2 separate regions of the Hordeum vulgare genome follow, and region 1 is linked to region 2. The links are chromatin contacts, called in public Hi-C maps. All regions are on one chromosome and are shown on one strand. Each heading gives the region's core, a stretch centred on a gene start, on an enhancer-like site or on the middle of the called end of the contact. The rest is flanking DNA. Distances are from core to core; before and after follow the strand shown. Region 1 holds the start of LOC123398085 (PRA1 family protein H). Region 2 holds the start of LOC123398675.

What was found. Hi-C and Micro-C count contacts between places; a contact is called where the count stands out from the background.
Region 1: a Hi-C map of leaf shows a contact between it and region 2, with 2.7 times the contacts expected there. The contact joins the promoter of LOC123398085 here to the promoter of LOC123398675 in region 2. A contact is called at or near these places in 2 of 6 Hi-C or Micro-C datasets (leaf and seedling).

Annotation. Positions count from the first base shown.
Region 1 is chr5H:357,568,227-357,571,475 of MorexV3_pseudomolecules_assembly, forward strand. LOC123398085 (PRA1 family protein H) reads left to right here and starts at 1,600. Exons shown (of 4, transcript XM_045092593.1): 1 at 1,600-2,096; 2 at 2,232-2,371. The coding sequence starts at 1,669.
Region 2 is chr5H:357,214,091-357,217,005 of MorexV3_pseudomolecules_assembly, forward strand. LOC123398675 reads left to right here and starts at 1,562. Exons shown (of 2, transcript XM_045093122.1): 1 at 1,562-1,915. The coding sequence starts at 1,675.

The DNA.
Region 1 (3,249 bases), core at 350-2,849, 350 kb after region 2:
TACCGGCAACATGGGTTGCCTTCCTTAATATGTGCAAGGAGATCTGAGACCCACGAGTGCATCAAGAACTGCAGGACGATCTCGTGGAGCACCTATGAAGGCTCAAGGGCAACGCCTAGTTCGATTTATTTTAATTTGTGTTTGAATTATGAGCTTCCTTCGTTGAACTATTTAATTTGTATTGATTTATGTTATAAACTTTGTCATAAAAAAATTGTTTTTGTTGAATTTATGTCGAAAGTGAGTCAAATTTAGGTCAAACTTGGACCGGATTTGCGTCAAAATAGGGTCGAAAGCGTCGGCTGGGAGACGACCCAGCCCCACAAATTTAACGTCGGTTCGCCTCCCAGCGACGCTATTTCAGGTCGTTGAGGGGGAGGGGGAGGGCTGAAGATGCTCTTACGGCCTTGTTTCGTGCGCATGGTTTGGGGAGGTTTCTAGGGGATTATATATCCTCGAGGGGGCCAGAAACCTCACGATTCCCTGTATGTCCATTTGACGGACAGGGTTTGTGGTGAGCAAACCCCTTCAATCCACTGAAATCCACCTCAAACCATGTGGTTTTGAAGCATCGAGGGGGGGCTAGGGGAACTCGTGCAATGGGGATTCAAGAGGATTGGGTGAAAGAGAGGGATTCACCAAATCCCCTAGAATCCCCACCTCCTTAGGGCTTGAAAACCACTTATGCCAAACAAGGCCTAAGTGTTCGTTAGGTTCCCCTTCGCACGGCTTCGCTTTTAGAACGGACGGAGATGCAATACAAAATGTTGGAACGACCAAACAGGTGCTCCCCAGTTTTAAATAGCTGATGGGTACATAGGATCAGGACTGGGCATTCGGTTTAACCGAAGCTTTCGGTTCGGTTTTCCGTGTTAACAAACTTTCCGGTTTTCTGAAAATGCAGACAGATTGGTTCGAACAGAAGTAGGTAACCGACATTTTTTAAACCGAAAACTCGGTTCTATGATCGGTTCTGACCGAACAACCCGAAAGTTTAGGCGCAAGATGTTATTTTCCTTTCTAGCCAGCCTGTACGTGTCAGTAGAAGCGGTAGATGAAATGAATGGCTAGCTCGTACCACTACTATCTTTTATTGTCTTCCCTGCGGTACCTTTCCTAGTGGTTGTCCGAGATGGTACTAAACCACAAACTGTGGTAGTGCAATTAACCTATTTTGTATAGGGTGATTGCTAGGATTATACTCCCTCCGTTCCTAAATATAAGTCTTTTAAACGATTTCACTAAGGGTCTATATACGAAGCAAAATAATTGAATCTATACTTTAAAGTATGTATATATACATTCATATGTAATGCACTAGTAAAATCTCTACAAAGACTTATATTTGGGAACGGAGGAAGTAGAGAGACAGAGCGCTCGGCCTCCATGGCCAGCCGGCCGAGTCAGCCTAGGACCCTGACTTTTCGGCTTCGGTTTATTCGGTTTTGGTCCTGGTTCTTTCGGTTCCGTACATCAGCTATCGGTTAATATGCTCACCCCTACATAGGATCAAGTCGTGGTAAATCAAAGCAGCGAATTTGTCCCCCACGGCGCAGGCGTACTCGCTCCTGATCTTTATATAAGTTGATTGATAAAAAGAAGAAGAGAAACGCACTGCAAAGCAACCACCGCCCCTGTCCTGCTAACCGTGTACGGCCCAGCGGCGCCATGTCGTCGTCGTCGTTCAAGCCCAACCCCCTCTCGCTGAGCGTACCGGACCCCGCTCTCGACCGCTGGCTCCGCGACTCCGGCTACCTCGACCTCCTCGACTCCTCCGCCCCCGCACCCGCCGCCGCCGCCCCCACACGCGCCAGCCCCGCATCCACCTCCTCGGGGCCCGGCGCCGCCGCCGAGGTCCTCGCCTTCGCGCGCACCCTAGCCTCTCTCCTCTCGCTCAACCCCTTTGCGTGCCTCTCCGCCGCTGACCTCGCCGCGCCCACCCCCTCCTGGTCCCTCGCCTTCATCGGCCCCCCCGGCGCCGCCTCCTACTCCTGGCCCCCGACCCCCACCCAGGCCAGACTCCGCGTCCAGGAGAACGTCCGCCGCTACGCCCGCAACTACGCCGCGCTATCCATCCTCGTCTTCGCCTGCTGCCTGTACGCCGCTGTCATCTACCCTCTTTTCCTTCATCCCTGCCTTCGTTTCGTTATCTGTCCTGTCTTTGCATGTCCGTGTGTGCGGGTGGAGTATTAAAGCTGCTGCTGCTGCTGTCTGTGGCGGCATGTGTGCAGGTACCGGATGCCTGTGTCGCTACTGGGGTTGCTGGCCAGCCTCGCCGTGTGGGAGGCTGTGCGGTACTGCCGGGACCGGTGGGGGCTCGCTGAACGAGCGCCCGGAATTGGGCAGGCTCTTCTGCACTGCGCACAGATTGGTGAGTGTTGGGTTTCAGATATTGTTTCTGCCCAAATGTTGCTAGTGCAATGATGAAAGGAACAGCTATGTGGATTTCATTTGCAACAGTATCACTGACAGTGTATAGGCATGGGTCTCCCTCCGTCCCATAATATAAGAGCGTTGACAGTGTGGTGTCAAAAACGCTCTTACATGGAGGGAGTAGATAAGATTGGCAGTGGATATATACGGAATTCGTTTCTTAATATTCTTGAAAGGATATCTTGAACAGAACACCGTACATGTTTTGGAAGCCTTTTTTTTCCTTTATGATGATTCTGACTAGTTTGTTTCGCTCATTGATCAGCAACTTTGTAAATGCTTCGAGCAAGAAAAATGTCACAAAGTTCTATTTTCTTCAAGAAATTATTGATATGCTTGAATATGACAAAACACATGACTTGTTCAAGTTGTTCTACTTGGTCATAGTGTATATTTATTTATGTAGTTTACTGATTATTCCATGCAGCATGTTTCTTATTCGCTATATATATCATGAGGAACTGTCACACGGCACACATTAAGAATAATTCCTCATTTGTTTTCTCAATTATTCATTTCTCAATCAATTGGAAAATATTTGTACAAACTGTAAAAGTTTAATCCATGTGTCCAGTGCAAACATGGATGGGAGTTGTTCGTTGCTCGTTGCGTAACTTGAAATCTCAGATGCAATGGCGCAAGTGCAGCAACCTGGTTTACGATGCGTGAAACACAAACCTTAAGGCCTACATTCTTAGGACAGTGCCAAGTTACCAATTTTCTTGCACACCTTCACCCCACCTGACCTGCACAAATGATCATCTTAAGACACATGGGTCATGTTCATCTTTCTTTTCATTTCGAATATCATACCTG
Region 2 (2,915 bases), core at 312-2,811:
ACTATTTATCATTGCCTCTAGGGCATATTTCCAACACATATGACATGTCGTAGCGGTGCGAGGCGATCTCCCTTTGATAGCATAGAGTCTTGCCAAGTGGATAACTTTCGCTCAAGTTTCTTGAATAGGGGTAGTAGACTCGTGGTAGAGGCCTTATGAATGGGTAGGGGCAGACCAAGGTGGGTGATGGGAAATTGGGTCACCGGGCAGCGCATATAAGTCGCGATTGTGGCGATCTGCTCATCGGCGCAATGGATTGGGGTGACACAACATTTGCTGAAGTTCGTGTGGAGACTGGAAGCTTTCCCGAAGAGATGTAGTATCTCACGCACAATATTGATGTCGTGTCGGTCGATGTGGTAGAAGATGACGACGTCGTCCGTGTATAGTGATATGCTCAAGGTCACGTGCCTCGCAGTGATGCGCTGGAGGAGTCCGTCATCAACGACCCGTAGCAGCATGGTGTTGAGCATGTCAATGATCAGTGTGAAGAGCATCAGGGAAACCGGGTCACCTTGACGCGAGACGTGAGCATGCCCGATTGGAGGCCCTTGGTGTCCATTTATGAGTACTCGCGTGGAAGCCATGGAGAGCAGAATATAGATCCACTGGCACCAGCGGGGTCCAAAGCCAAGGTGCTCGAGGATCTGTAGGATGAAGGGCCACGAAACGCAGTCGAAGGCGCGCGCAATGTCCAGCTTGAGTAGCACGCGTGACGCCTTGAGGTTGTGCAACAGCAGAGTTGTTTGCTGCACCAAGAGGAAGTTGTCGTGGATGCATCTAGCTGCGATGAAGGCCCTCTGGTTAGTGGAAACCATCGTAGCAAGCCTAGGCACGAGCCTTAGGGCGAGAACTTTTGCGACAAGCTTTCCAAAGAGGTGTATGAGACTGACCGGACGGTACTCGGATAGGGATTGTGCGTCCGTCCTCTTCGGGAGAAGGGTGAGAAGTGCCTCATTGAGCTTTGGGAAACCCCTCCCATTCATGGTGTAGAGCTTGTTGAATGCCTCATAGAAGTCATGTTTAACGGTATCCGAGCATGCTTCGAGGTTTAGTTCCTCCGCTTCAAGCCATAAAAATAAAAATATTATCCTAATATATGTATTTGATGTGGTAAATATTAATATATTTTCTGTAAAAGTGGTAAACTTAAAAAGGTTTGACTTAAAACAAAGTTCTTAGTCCCTCTATTCGTACATACAAGGCCTAATACAATTTTACAGGTTAAGTTTGATCACATGTTAAAGTAAATGTTAATATATTTTCTGCAAAAGTGATGAACTTAAAAAGATTTGACTTGAAACAAAGTTCTTAGTCTCTCTATCCGTATACACAAGGCCTAATACGATTTTCGAGTTTAAGTTTGATCACATGTTAGAGTAAAAATCGTGAGAGAAGGGAGTTTCTAATGATATTAATTTTATATCATATATCTTATATATATTTACCAATAATCAATAGCAACCTTAAAATACGTATTAGGCCATATATATATATACGTGGGTGAAGGGAGTAGTTATTTTGGATAACCTTTTCAGGAACTTTCGACTATGATAGAGCCGGAATGGGGAACAGCGGGCGCACCACACAAGAAGGTACGTTCAGCCGTGCTGCCCCTCCTTTCCCTCCCTGGCTGCCTCCTACTCCAACCTAGCAACATACCACCTCTCACCGATGGCGACGACGAGCTCCCCTCGTCTCCTACCACTCCCCTTCTCCACCTCCACCGGCACCTCCTCCGCCCTCCCACCAGTCTGTCCCTCCCGCCTCCGCTTCAAGCCACTACCACCAGCAGCAGGCCCGGTTTCTACTTTCGCCTTGGACCGTGTCTGCCGTTCTTGGCTCAGCCTCCGCTGCCGAAGCGCTGCCGGACCCTTGCCGCCCTCCTCCGACCCACCGCCTCCATCTCCTCAAGGTAGCGCCACTGCCTCGCCCCTCTCCGTTTGCTTACTATCCAATCAGTTGTAGTTAGGGATTACAGGCTCTAGAGGAGGGTTGATTTTCAGTTTATTGTTGCTGGTCATTTCGGGAGCCCTTGATAGCCTTCTCTCACAAACTTAAAATTGGCATTTGGGGGGATTGGAAAAGCACCTTCCAAATTTCTGCCAAGATAATACCCCTGGGCGAATGAGGGGCGGAGCTTGACCATATCTTACCAAAAAATAGTATATTCCATAAATGTTTCCATATGTGAGGTGTTATTTTTCTGTGGGTGCGAATTCCTGTTCTATGGGATTCATCTTGGCTCAGACGAAATTATACTAGTTTGTTTAGTTAAGATATAAGATGACTTGTAACCTAGGAGTTCTTCTATGTCAATCCAATGGATAAGCTTTATCATACTCCAACGGTCCAACCTACTCTTCCATTACTGCCTTAAAAACCGAGTGCCCTGTTTTAAAGGGTAAAATGGTATTCTTAGGGTGTGCTTGGTTCAGGAACCAAGTGGAATGGAATGTCATGGTTACATTCCACCGGAATGGGTCGGTTCTGTTCCTACTTTTGGTAAAGTGTAATTAGATGGAATGGAACGGTTCTATTTCAGTGTTTGGTTTCTGTGATAAATTGAATGAATTTGATCCAACTTACCTATTGCCTGTCAATTAAACTCTCGTTTTCATTCGGAAAATAAACTACTAGTATTAGTTCTCTACTATGTGACAAACAAATTTACAACGAACAAGTTGGATTGGAGTGCTAAACTAAAAATCCACAACGCTGCTTGCCGCTGCTGGCTTGCTATCACGCCGCTATCTGCTGCTGGTTTGCTGTCCTGCCGCCCTGCCTTTCCGATCTGAGAGAACAAAAAGAAAGGAAATGCTCGAACTGCGCATGGAAGATCAGATCTCCTGGCTGGGCATGGGCGAGCCAATCTTGCGGCTCATGGCGTGATCTGCCGCCGCTCGCCTGTTGGT